3 separate regions of the Mus musculus genome follow, and regions 1 and 2 are each linked to region 3. A link is a contact called in public HiChIP or PLAC-seq and Micro-C data. All regions are on one chromosome and are shown on one strand. Each heading gives the region's core, a stretch centred on a gene start, on an enhancer-like site or on the middle of the called end of the contact. The rest is flanking DNA. Distances are from core to core; before and after follow the strand shown. Region 1 has its middle 21 kb from the start of Fbxo30. Region 2 holds the start of Ust (uronyl-2-sulfotransferase). Region 3 holds the start of Stxbp5 (syntaxin binding protein 5 (tomosyn)).

Region 1 (4,180 bases), core at 843-3,342, 1.4 Mb after region 3:
ACTGCAGCAGATTGTCTTAAAACTACCAGACTAAGAAAATGGCACCCTGTGCTTCTGGATCAAACATTCTACATTTGGCATTTATGAAATGGTGTCGACATTTAATTCTAGGTTATTATTCAGACCCTACTGCATATTTAGAAATAATTTGGGAATGATTTCTAAATTCTACATGTATAACAAACACTGAAAGAATAAGTAGGCACTGAGTAGATAATTAGCATAGTTGTTTAATTGTATTTCCACTAATGATCAAAGATTTAAATATAAAGAAAGCAGGAAAGGAAGGAGAGGGAAAGAAATAGGAGTGAGGAAGAGAAGCACAGGGGAACAAGATGAGATTACATTAGGCTGAAAATTAAATAATCCAGAAATATCTTTTTTATTCTTCCTCTTGAACAAATCACAAAGAACATATTGTAAGGGTATTGTTTTAAGGGTGATGAAATAATCAATGGCTATACAAAAGACACAGATACAGCTCATGTTATGTATATTTTGGGGGGAAATATGGATTCTGAACAAAAGCTAAAAGCAATTTTCTGATTTTGTAATGGTCTTTTATAGGGAGCCACATAGTAACAATGGCTCCTACTTAGGATATGTTGGGTTCTCCTTATTTAAGCCCACAAGTGTTTGTATTTATTATTATTTTTCACATCTTGGAATATTTACACATATGCATTAAGATATCTTGAGAATTAACCCCAAATTTAAACATGATGACTTTCATCTATACCCTCTATAAATGGCCTGGGCTATTTGTTTGATTTTTTGTTTTTCAGAGACCATCTTGCTATGTAGCCCTGATTGGGGGTTGAAATTGCTACATAAACCAAGTTCCTTTAATTTCTTACATTTTTCCTGCCTTTGTATCCCAAGTGCTGGGACTATATTGTGTGTTATCAAGTACAGCCTGAGGATAACTTAATGCAATACTCTTAGCCTGCCTGTGTTTTGACTCTGCTTAATCATATGAAGGTGTGAAATTTTCCACTCATGGAATCATGTCACACTGGAAAGTTTTAAGTGTGGAGCATTTTGGCGTTGGAAGTTAGAGACTCTCAGACCCCTGCCTCAGGGCTTTACACATACTTTCTACAGAAGCACTGTGAAGTGGATGCTACTGATTTTACAAGATACCTATGCTAGCAATGGGAGAGATGGAGGAACTTGGTCTAGTTATACCAAGAAGATCTGAAGCTGCTAGGCCTGAAATTATGGTTATTTTTTTTTTTCACTCCACACACTCAGGGGATTTCTGTTTATTTGATACAAACATTGTGGTGATGAGATGAGATGTCCTCATATGCCTCATAAATTTGAATACCTACCTCACCACTGCCACCTCTCAGGGCCCTCACATTTATATACCCTTTGAAAAGTCCCCAGAATTCCAAATATCATACAACTGCAGGAATTATCTGCAGCTGGCAAAATTGTACCCTCCACCTGAGCACTGGTCAAATCACAGTCAGCTTTTGTGGATAATCTGAAGCAGTCCTATATCCCACATCTGGACTTAAAATGAAAATATATTCTTATAATACTTTTTTATTTTATTTATTTTTTATTTTAAATCTTTTTTATTTTTTTAAGATTTATTTATTATTATATGTAAGTACACTGTAGCTGTCTTCAGATACTCCAGAAGAGGGAGTCAGATCTTGTTACGGATGGTTGTGAGCCACCATGTGGTTGCTAGGATTTGAACTCTGAACCTTCGGAAGAGCAGTCGGGTGCTCCTACCCACTGAGCCATCTCACCAGCCCATAATACTTTTTTAAAGAAATCAAGATTCCAAAATTGTCATTACACATGACAACAGAGTGAAGGCATGGAAGCAGGAGCAGAAGGTGAAAGTTCACTTTTTGAACCACAAGCAAAAGGTTGAGAGAACTAGGGATGCTGTGTGGCTTTCTTTGGTCTGAATGTCTCTAACTTCCAACACCAAAATGCTCCAAACTTGAAACTTTCCAGTGTGACATAATTCTATAAGTAGAAATTTTCATAACTTATTTCATGTGACTGAGCAGAGTCAAAACACAGGCAGGCAAAGTATTGCATAAAGTTATCCTCAGGAACTTGTGTAATGCCAGGTCTCTTTCTCATTTTTTTTTCTTCCTTCTTTGCTGTCTCTGCTCTGGGCCATATTTTTCTTTCCCTGGGCCAGGCTCTTTCCATGTGGCAGAAATATTATCACTGGCAGTTCTCAGTTCCATCATAGGAGGACTGCCCTGTACTAGGCCCTTGTCACATCAAGGAACAACTCAAGCAATCCCTCCAGGGCAGTGATCAGAACAGCTTGATTTGGTTCCTCATCCCTGCAGTACTTCATGTTTTTCAGAGATAGACAATACATTGATAAAGGAACAGGCTCCATAAAAAGAAATTTCCTTCTTCAGAATAAAGAAAGAAGTGGTTGAAAGAACAACCAGTAACTAATTCTCCATAATACTGTTTTGGTTCAGTGTCTTTTCAAAGCAGAAATGACAACAGTTAAAGTCTATACACAGTGAATTGAACATTTTGCTAATTGACTATCTTAGTGTTTCCATTGCTGTAAAGAGACACCATGACCAAGGCAACTCTTATAAAGGACATTCAATTGGAACTGGCTTACTGATTCTGAGATTCAGTCCATTATCATCTTGGTGGGAAGCATGGCAGTGTCCAGGAAGGCATAGCACTAGAGAAGCTAAGAGTTCTATATCTTTTTTTCCAATGGCAAACAGGAGATGACTATCTCTAGTCAGGTAGGAGGAGGGTTTCAAAGCCTATCCCCACAGTGACATTCTTCCTCCAACAAAGCCACACCTACTCCAACAAGGCCACACCTCCTAATAGTGCCATTCCCTGGGCCAAGCATATTTAAATCACCACATTGACTAATTAAAGTATGTATTTATTAACATCTGATTGAAAGAGACATTTAAGATAATTAAAGGGATTTATAAAACATACCAACAAGCTACCAGAAAATCACCAACGGACATTAACTACAGATTACCTCGTAAAAAAGCAGAGAAACAAAACACATGGTAAAAACTAAACGTAGAAATGAGCTAAATGGAAACTGCAAGATCACATCACAGTTTGTATTGTAATTTTTCTCTGTGACACTGAAATGTGGGTAATCTGTTGGCTAACACAATTTATGGTAGCCATAAAAATAAAAACAAACCAGTCTCAAATAATTCTATTTAAACTAGCATCAGAAGAAAAAGGGTAACATATTTCATATTTCATAGAAGTTGCTATACTCCATAGAATATATTTCATATCACATCACAGGGATGTGAATTCCACAGGATGATGCATAGGACAGCAGAAAGCTAGTCATCAGACAAGCTTAATGGCATATTTAAATGACACAGAAGTTAAGAATGTACTCACTGGTTAGCAACTAGCTACTTTGCCAACTAAGGAAATAATTATATGATTCTTGTAGAGAAGTGCTAGGGATAGGATACTATGTGAAATGCAAAGTGTGATACACTTCCAGGAAACTACTCTACTCCCTTGTAGAAATGAGTGAAAGAATTTCCATCCTTAAAATATAATGGCCAAAAAACACTCAATATTTCCATATTAAAAAACTATCAATAATTTCAGTTGATATAAAAATTACAAGGCAATGTACCTGAATGTCTGTATCAACAGAAAAATATTTCCCAAAATACACAGGAACACCTGCTGCAGATGGACCTCAGTCAGGTCCTCGATCCACAGGAAAACCCGGTTTTCCGGTTACAGGCAAGCAAGGAGTTGGCACTGATGGGTGACAGACACTGACATAGAAAGAGTATGTATCTGGATGTATTTTCTCAAAGCGAGCATCAGTCTTATAATACAGAAGAAAAACAAGAAAGCTAGGCGAATACATCTGCCAAGGTACACTGGTTCTTTACACAAAACAAAGAAAATGCATACATAAAAAGATAGCAGGAGCCAGGCCATGTTTACAACTGAGAATAGGAACAACCCTTAATTAAGATCAGCCAGGTGAATGCTCTGATGCATTGCTAGTCTATTGTTAAACCCACCACCAGGGGTCCTTTAGTAAATACCTGGTTATGCTATTCCTGTGGGCCTAGTGAAAAACCTGCACCAGGGGAATTCTGTTCTACTAACCTTTTCATGAAACCACAACCCACCTATTTCCTAGGCCATTGTGTAT
Region 2 (4,237 bases), core at 285-2,784, 1.4 Mb before region 3:
ACCTCAGAGACAACCCCCGCACGACCTCTCCTGGCCACAGAAGTCAAGGAATTTACACCCTCCCTCAGCCAAGGCACAGGAGCCAGCATCATCCCTGGGACCTGAGCGAGTGCTGGCCAAGCCTTGGCACTCAGAATCATGGATGAGAGAGCAGCGAGGTCATACCTCACTGAAATCTGTTTTCTTGGGTTCCAACCTCTTCCTTTTTCAGCCACGAACCAAAAAGAAAAAAAAAAAAGTTGACTTAAGACACATACGGGGCGGAATTTCGAAGGCGGCACAGTTGACTGGCACCTAGAAACAGCCCCAATTTCTCCCGCACTCTCGCTGCAGTCCGCGGGGTGCGCAGGTGCTGCCAAGGAACAAACCAACCTAGGGAAAGACTGGAATCACCTGGGCCAACTCACAAACGGGGGACCCAGTGGATAGAATATCTAAAAGTGACTGGAAAGCGGGGTTAAACCAGCCCACACAACTCAGAAGGGAAAAGCCAGACGGGACAGGATTGTAAGTTGTTAACCACATCCTAGAGAGGACTGTGCACGCACCGCCAGGCCAGCATACACACAAATATTCACAAACATGCACATGTCTATTCTGCCCCAGTTGGAGTGGCGATTCGGGGACAGGTACGTGGTGTCCGGGCTTGGGACACCTGCCCGGAGTCCCCCGTCGCTGCGGGCAGCCCAGAGTACTGTAGGAAGCAGGCGCTCCCAGCTGCCTCACTGAGGGATGCTCAGTGGCATCCCACCTGGGGAGCCTCGGGGACCGTGGTGGCCGTGACAGCTTTAGATGTTCCCCGCTTATCACCCTTTCCCCGAGTGCCCAACTTTGCGGGGCTGGCGCAGCCCTTCCCTACCCAAATACTGCCGCAGGTCGAGCAGGAAGCGAGGGGGTCCCCCGCTGAGCTGGTAGAAGAGGGAGCCCAGGCAGAAGACCAGCAGGGTAGCCATGCAGAAACCGTAGTCCCGGAGGGAGAAGCGCAGGAAAGGCAGCAGCGGGATCCGGCGCTTGCAGCTGCCCAGGCACGGAGGGGCGCCCCCCACAGGGGCCCCATGGGGCCAGGGATCCGTGCCGCCGCCGGGATGCTGCTGCTGCTTCTTCTTCATCGCCGGCTCCGCCGCCTCGAACAGCCCGCCCCGGCCAGGAAGAGGTCACCCATCCGCCGCCAGCCGGAGCGCCTAGCCGGCTGTCTGCACATGGAGAGGGACGCGCTGAGGGCAGCCGGGTGGGGGCGGGGAGGGGCCGAAGTTGCCGGGCTCAGGGTACTCTGCTCGTCTTGGTCCCCACCGCTCGCTGCGGCCCCAAAGGGCCCAAAATGTCCCGGGCCCCGCCGTGGGGGTGGCGATCGCAACCCACGCCTGGTCGCGCGTCCTGCTAGCAGCCCCGCGTCCCGTAGCAGCCCTGCGCCCCAAGTCCCGCCGCGCCCCGGGCTCGCTCCCGGCTCGCCTCCAGCGCCAGCGTGGACCCCCCGGGCTTTGTGTGGGTCGCGGGCGGTGTGTTTGGTCCCAGTTCAGGCTCGGCTAGCTCAAGGCAGGGAGGATCGGGAGGCGGACACCACCCTCTCGCTCCACCTCCTTGACAGGGGCTTCCCTCCCTCCTCGCCTCTCCTCCCCTCCCCTTTCTCTCTGGCGCGAGACGGCCCGCTCTCCTCCCTCCCCGGCCCTCCCTTCCCTCTCCAACCCTGGGCTCGACGCTGGACTCGGTGTCACATTACGGCTTCTGCTGGGGCGGGCAGGGAGGGAGGAGGGGGCCGAGGATCAGCAACAAGGAAGAAAGTTTTTGGGTGCGTGGATTTTTTTTTTTTCCTCCTCCATTCTCTACAATCTGGTCTCGGTTCCTGCGCTACCAGCGACCTCTTGGGGCCCGCTGACTTCCCTCTCGTAAACAGTCGCCTTGGAGGATTTGACTACGTTTGTCTTTTCATTTGGGGAACTTGATTCTCTTTCTATATCCCAAGCGACCCACCTACCAAAAGCCGATATAAAATGTGCTGGGATATGGGTTCAAGACCTAGCCGGGACGGTAAAAGGCAAGAGGTGGGTGGTTTCGGCAGAGCCAGGCATAGCTCACGCCCTTGGCTCAGAATCAGAGGGCGCTTTTTTCTTGCCCTCCCTCGTCTTACAAGCACTCCACTGAAAACAAGGGTACTCCACTGACTGGAGGAAGACCTTACAGCAGATATAAAAGGAGAAGGCTCTGTGCCTTCACAGACCTGTTTCACCATCTCTCTTCCCACCGCTGGGAAGTTTCTAGAACTGAAAGAGCCCACGGAGCTTCCCAGAGACCTATCCGAGAACAGGGCTGCTCTATCAAACACACTTAATCGTTTTTGTTTTTACAAATCACCAGATACACAAGTGATATGGCCTAAGAGTTACATTGTGATTCCAGTGTCCTAGATTGTTTTTCTGTTGCTGTGATAAACATCATGACCCAAAATAACATGGAGGAAAAAAAGAATTTGTTTGGCTTACCAGTTACAGTCCATTGTGGAGGGAAGGTGAGGCAGGAGGAACCTAGAGACAGGAACTGGAGCAGAAACTGGAGAAATGTGCTTACGCGGGTTCTAGGTTCACCTTCCGCCGTCTTTCTTGTACTGTCCAGGGCCACCTGCTTAGGAACGGCTCTCTGCCTGCTGTGGCCTGGCCCCCCTACATCAATTAGCAATCAAGAAAATGCTCCCCAGACAGGAGCAAAAAAACAATCTGTTGGAGACAGTTCTCCAATAATGTTTTTCTTTTCCAAGCTGAGTTAAGTTGGAAACAGAAGTGACATTTAGTGACATAAGCAGGTAGGTAGGACTGTGAACAAGACAGATATATTAACCACTGCAGCATGACACTGGGCAGATTTCTTCATGGTTTCCCTGGGATTAGAAAACAGCATTTAGCTCAGGCCACACAATTCCGATGCCTCTCAACTCTGATCCCCAAATCATTCTAAATAGTCCAGTAATCAGGAGATGTGGGGCAGTTAAGAGCCTCATAGCTCCACGACTGTTCTCCTGAAAACTTTTAAAACATTATCCATCCAGAGATTATTCCACAGAAAATTGAGAAATGGGATCCTGGGAGCAAGAATTCACAATTAGAGGACAGAATGCATGATGGTTAGTTTTAAAAGTCACATGTCACAACCTAGAATCACGGGATAGAATGTCAATTAAAGACTTGCCTACACTGGATCAGCCTATGGGAATACCTGTGGAGGACTGCCCCGTTGTTATTTAATGTGGGAGGGCCCAGCCCACTGTGAAGCACACGACTCCCTAGGCAGATGGTTCTGGACCGTCTAAAAGAGCATGAGCCAGCAAACAAAATTCTCCATAGGTCCAGTCACACTTCTTTGGCTAGGAAGTGAGGTCAGTGGTCAGGGTTAGTACCATATGGAATAGCAAATAGCCCTGTCTTCAAGTTCCTCTCTTGAGCTCCTTCAATGAGGAAATGTGATTTTGAATTATAAGCCGACTAACCCCTCCCTCCCTAAAGTTGCCTGTGGTCAAGTTATTTCTCACAGCAACAGGAGCTCAAACTGAGCAAACGTGGCTTACCCACCACCTGAATATGAACTTCCTCGTCCACAAGTTCGACCATAGGTGAAGACGACACAAGCCGAGAGTTATGAGGTGGGCAGCACCACACACAGCTACACTCTCAGAGTCACTCCTGCACGGGCACAAACTGCCCTGCCCTGCATTCTCCTGGCCACTGTCTAAGGTCTAGGAGTGCTGTTTGGGACACCAAGTAGAACAGAAGCCCTTTGTTTGTCACAAGAACCCCTAACTGGAGTGCTAATGGCCTGTGTCACATTCACCCCAGCAATGGGGGATTTGTCCGGATTCATGTGTACACTTTAGAGATGTGACTGTCCCTTAGAGAATTAAGCCCATCAGTCATTGCTCATTAGTGTGAATTACTTTCATCAGTACAATGAGTGGCCCAGAATAGACTCCCAATTAATAATTTCTGAGTTGATAAAGACAGGCCAGGAGATGGGAGTTGCCAAGCAATCTTCCTAATGTTTTAGAGACCTCTTCTGACAATCTGGTCCTGGAGCAGAGCCTGGCCCTGTGATCCAAACAGTCACTGTGTAAAAGAATGTGTGTAAGACCCTCTGGGTTTACAATCCCACCCCTGGTGTCTGGAGCCAGCTGTCAACATTCTGTGGGGAAAGGGCCTGCTTGCTCTAGGTAATCTGATTGGGAAGGAGACACGTTGGAGAAAATAAGTGAATG
Region 3 (4,392 bases), core at 731-3,230:
CTAGATTAAAGAGGAAAAATAGGGTTAATGAGCAATACAGGCAGACTGGGGAAAAAGAAGCAAGCGAACAGATTTTTTTTTTTTTAAGAAAGGATACAGCCTTAAAGCACCAGTCTGAGTTCCTACCGCCAGGATCTTCTGAACGGGATCAAAGGCCAGGGCTGAGGGCTGATAGGGGAATCCATGGCGAACAGTCTGGGGATGGGCAGTGACATCACAGGAACCCACCGAGACAGCAGGCAAAATCCGAAAACAGAACAGCCCACAGTGAGTTAGAGTTGGGCCCAACTATACTGGATCAAAGCACACACACAGACTTAGCACTTTAAGGGGGAGTTCGGGATGGGGGTGGGGGTAGGGGGGAGGGTGGACTCTATCTTAAGGAACAAGCACAGAAGCACAAATCATTTAAACTCCTGCCTTGCTACAATGCTAGTAACTTCACAGAGGGCAATTTTCTATGAATAGCGTATACTATTCTGTTTGACGCCACGTTACTCAAGTTCGTAGTGGTCCAAAATTCTGTAAAATCATTCTGAAGTGTGATTCGTATTGCATCTTAAGAGAAATCACCCAAACGCGGTTTTATTTGAATGCTAAATTTAGGGAGGGATTTCTAAAGAAAAGTTGTCATGAAACTAATAGAAGGATTTAGTTAAAGAACCAGCATTTGCAATTCTAACGATGAAAATGGGTGCGAAAAATAATCTTGTAATTTTGTATTACGTCCGGAATAATTTTAGGACATAAGAACCGAATTGTACGTAGGCTTTTAAATCACCGCTGTAGGAAGGACCTAATGGCTATCTAGGAAGCAGGCGATTCTGGATAGGGAGGCTCATATGCCTTTCTCACCTAGCAGCTGGGAATTAATCCGCTGCATCATTCTTTCTGAATTACATACAAGACCTTGTGGCAATCATCGTGCCAATTCACTGACAAAACCCTCCGCGCTAAGTTTTTAACCAAACAGGCTAAAAAGAATCCTGTGACTTCAGGTGGTGAGCCGCTCGCACGCATTCTAAGGAAAAAGTGATGCGAAAAAAAATAATAATAAAAAATAAAAAACCTGGTTGAACAGGTTTGCCTTGCCCACAGACGACGTTCATCACACACTGCTGGAAAATTTCGACGTCAGTGGAAGATAATAAAATATGCGCGAATATAAAAAGTATTTCTAGGCCACTGTTACTAGCATCTAGATGGGGATTAAAGGCAAGGGTTGGGTTGCCTTGAAATGATTGCTTTTTATGAAAGGGAAAAAGACACCGACTTATAAGAAGTAGGGGATCTCTGTCCAAATCCCCCAGCAAGGCACGTCTGTCAAGGGTGGGGGGCGCCTTCTTGGAGCGCTGAGCTCCATTGGCGCGCTCTGCCCTCGCGCTCCCAGGTGCTGCCCAGCGGCCCCCTCAAACGACCCCAATCTTCCCACGACAGCTTGGCCGGGCTGCGCGCTCCCCGCTCCCTTCACCTTGCAGAGTTGGAAGTGTTCGGACTGGAGCGTCTCCTGGATCTCCGGCTCCCGGTTCCCAGGCGGGTGCTGCTGCTGTTGCTGCTGTTGCGAGGCCGAGGACGAGCCTGCGGTCAGGCCGTCCAGCACCTTCCTGATGTTGAATTTCCTCATGGTCTCGCCCAAGGGTCTCCCCGCTGCGAGGCCCAGGTAGGGGAGGAGGCACCGGCTGCGAAGGAGTCCGAGCCGCTGAAGCCGAGCGGCGGCTTCGACCGCGGGGAGCGAAGGAGCAGCGGGGAGCAGAAGATAATCCCAACAGGAAGGGCTGCGACGACGGGCGGGCGGGCGCGCGGCGGCGAGCCTTCTTCCTCCGAGGCCGCCGCGGCTGCAGTGGCGCCGGACGCCGCCTCCTCACCTGGTCGCGGCCGGGCTCCCGCCGTCCCGCGCCGCTGCCGCCGCATCCATGGCCCGCAGCCCGGCAGTCCCCCGGCAGGTCCCGGGCTCGGCCTCCGTTCAGCGCAGCCGCCCGGCCCGCATGGCCCGGGCACCCGGGGCCGGTCTCCGCGCCGCCTGTCGCTCTCTCCCCGGATGCTCGCTGTCGCCTCCCGTGAGCCTCGGACCCTGGCCCTCAACGCTCGGTAGAGCAGGCGGCGAGCCGCGGTTCCAGCGCCGGCCGCGGCGGTGGCGGCAGCTGGGCCTCCGCGGAGCGAGCTGCCCGGTGCGCATGCGCGCCGCCGCCCCCGCCCCCGGCCGGCGGCTTAAATCATCCTCCGCCGAGGACCAGGGGCAGCAGCTGGCGGACCCGCGGGCTCAGTGGCCCGCGCCTCCAGCCCTGTCACTCACAGCTCCCGCAGTGTGGTTTCGGGTTTGCTTGTATCTGGGCTCGCAATGGAACATCCAGGCAACGATTAAGTCAGTGGCAAGATGACAACTAAGAGACACCCAAAGGGAGAGAAGCCCAGCCTCCTTCATGAAGGTGTTGCTGGAGGTAAAACGAGGCTGGCGGGTGGAGGAAAGACTGGGGTCGGCCCCCTAAGGGGAAGAACTCCAGCGATCTCACCTTGGTCACCCATCATCCTGAATCCATTTGGCAGGCAGGGTGGGTGGCAGACAGCACTCCCCGCCACTCCTTGTTACAAAGTCCCGTCTACCTGCCAGTTTAATTAACCAATCGACAGCCCCCTGGAGTCTCTCTGAGATCATCCGGCGGGAGAAGGAGGTGAAGTTTTTTCTCAGATCTGACCGCCAATGTTCCTGCATGTCTCCCAGAGTGCTAAGAGACAGATGAGTGGTTCAAGTTTCCATCAGTGGAGAGAAATTGGTGCTGAGGGCGGAGAGAGCAATCCTTCTGGCCAGTGCATTCTATAAGCAAAGGTGATAGGGCTGGATAATCAGAAGGGGGGAATCCTTGGAAGACCTTCTATAGCCGGGGGCGGGGGGGGGGGTTGTACAGCAAGAAGCCAATCTTAGGTTTAGAAAGACCCCGCCCCTACCGGGGCGCGAGGGTGGGGTGGGAACAGCAATGCTACTAGGATTTGTTAGTTCCGCACCAAAATCAGAAGCACCTCCCTTTGCTTCGTTATTGGCTACATTCTCTCGTTCAGGACAGTCTCCTCACAGTATTGGCCTATGGGCAGACGGAGCTAGCCTTCAAGAATAGTAAACAAACCAATTAGGCTTGGCGCACAGGGCATTTCGGGAAGTGTAGTTCTCTAAAAGTTCTGTCCACCAAGAAGAAGCCTTTCAGTTGGAACTTTTTAAAACTTTGCTCTACGGTTTAAAACTTGTTGAAGTAGGAAGTTAATTCACGAAAGGGGGATGACGTAATAAACTAAACTTAAAGTCTTTCCTAAACTATTTGTAAGTTCCTAAACTATTTGCCTCTAAGCCTTTGGTTTATTTAATTCCCTGAAATACATTTTGTCTAGTTTAACACGTTGTATTGGGCACAGAGAACTTAAAAACGCAATACTTGTCTTCAATACATGGGTTGCTGTGTCAAGGGAACGACCTCGCATAACCAAATGTAAAATCGTATGAGTTCAATGGTGGGGGTCTGATGACGGACATTGAATTAGCCAGAGAAGGGCTGGAAATGAGGATAGCCATCTAAAGCTGAATAAGCAGGCAGTGATCCAGAGATTCAAGAGGAAAAGATCTTCCCAAGGGTGTAGAAGGGGACTTTTAAAAATTGAACTACGTAGGTAGCATTCTTAAAAATCCGAGTGACTCCACAGAGCAAACTACAGAACCGGTAAATAACATCCCTGAATTCTATGATATGTTTTTCCACTGAGGTATCAACTAAATTTATTGAGTAAATCATCATCACTCATTTAAAAACTCTAGGGAAATTACAATTTTCTGTCCAGAGGCCTTGCGATGAAGTACAAGGCTTCACTGTGCCTGACAGGGGTTGGAGTCCCTGCCCTGTCTATCTATGCAAACATGGGCACCAGAAACAGATTCATCGTGTGAGATGCTTCATGTGTAGAAATGAGATTTATTACCTAACTAGAGGGAGAGGATAGAATGAACACAAGTGTTGGTATTCCATTGCCTTGCCTAATGACCCTTTTCAAAAATCTCAATGTCTTGGTCTATCAGGAGCTTTGAGACCAAAAGGAACTTAAAGGGGCCACCAAGTTAAGCCAGGCCCCTAATATTCTGCTGTAGAGTTACTGCTTTGATTTTCATCTTATCTATCTCATCAGATTATTAATTCATCCTGCCGTGCCCACGAAATCAATCTAGAAGAGCCCTAGAATTGAAGATGAATAGATATTGGCTTTATAATATTACATGACAATGGAACATATCCAGAAATTCATTTAGTAAAAAAAATAAGACCCTTAACTAGTTACTATTATAGTAGCAAACATAAAATTATGTGCCCTCAAATTCCTTTTATTTCTTTTTTACTTTGTCTTTATTTATTTTCC

Evidence for each region. A called contact is a pair of places that touch in the nucleus more often than the background predicts. HiChIP or PLAC-seq counts read pairs in DNA pulled down with a chosen protein or histone mark.
Region 1: an H3K27ac HiChIP or PLAC-seq map of acute myeloid leukemia shows a contact between it and region 3, with 12 times the contacts expected there. The contact joins the enhancer-like site here to the promoter of Stxbp5 in region 3. A contact is called at or near these places in 2 of 39 promoter capture datasets (liver and stem cell-derived epiblast-like cells) and 1 of 115 datasets of contacts at active chromatin or transcription factors (acute myeloid leukemia).
Region 2: a contact with region 3 is called in a Micro-C map of embryonic stem cells, with 6 times the contacts expected there. The contact joins the promoter of Ust here to the promoter of Stxbp5 in region 3. A contact is called at or near these places in 1 of 484 Hi-C or Micro-C datasets (embryonic stem cells) and 1 of 115 datasets of contacts at active chromatin or transcription factors (astrocytes).

The regions. Positions count from the first base shown.
Region 1 is chr10:11,258,254-11,262,433 of GRCm38.p6, forward strand. No RefSeq gene overlaps it. Among named protein-coding and RNA genes, the nearest start is that of Fbxo30, 21 kb to the right of the region's middle. Within about 2 kb of position 2,093, at least 7 of the 459 cell types and tissues checked have an H3K27ac peak or open chromatin away from gene starts, as enhancers often do. A contact at or near this core is called in acute myeloid leukemia, where this site is marked.
Region 2 is chr10:8,517,291-8,521,527 of GRCm38.p6, forward strand. It overlaps Ust (uronyl-2-sulfotransferase), which reads right to left and starts at 1,535. Exons shown (of 8, transcript NM_177387.3): 1 at 860-1,535. The coding sequence starts at 1,109.
Region 3 is chr10:9,899,060-9,903,451 of GRCm38.p6, forward strand. Stxbp5 (syntaxin binding protein 5 (tomosyn)) reads right to left here and starts at 1,981. Exons shown (of 26, transcript NM_001081344.2): 1 at 1,472-1,981; 2 at 98-195. The coding sequence starts at 1,624. Gm46210 (a long non-coding RNA gene) reads left to right here and starts at 2,254. Exons shown (of 3, transcript XR_001779713.1): 1 at 2,254-2,438.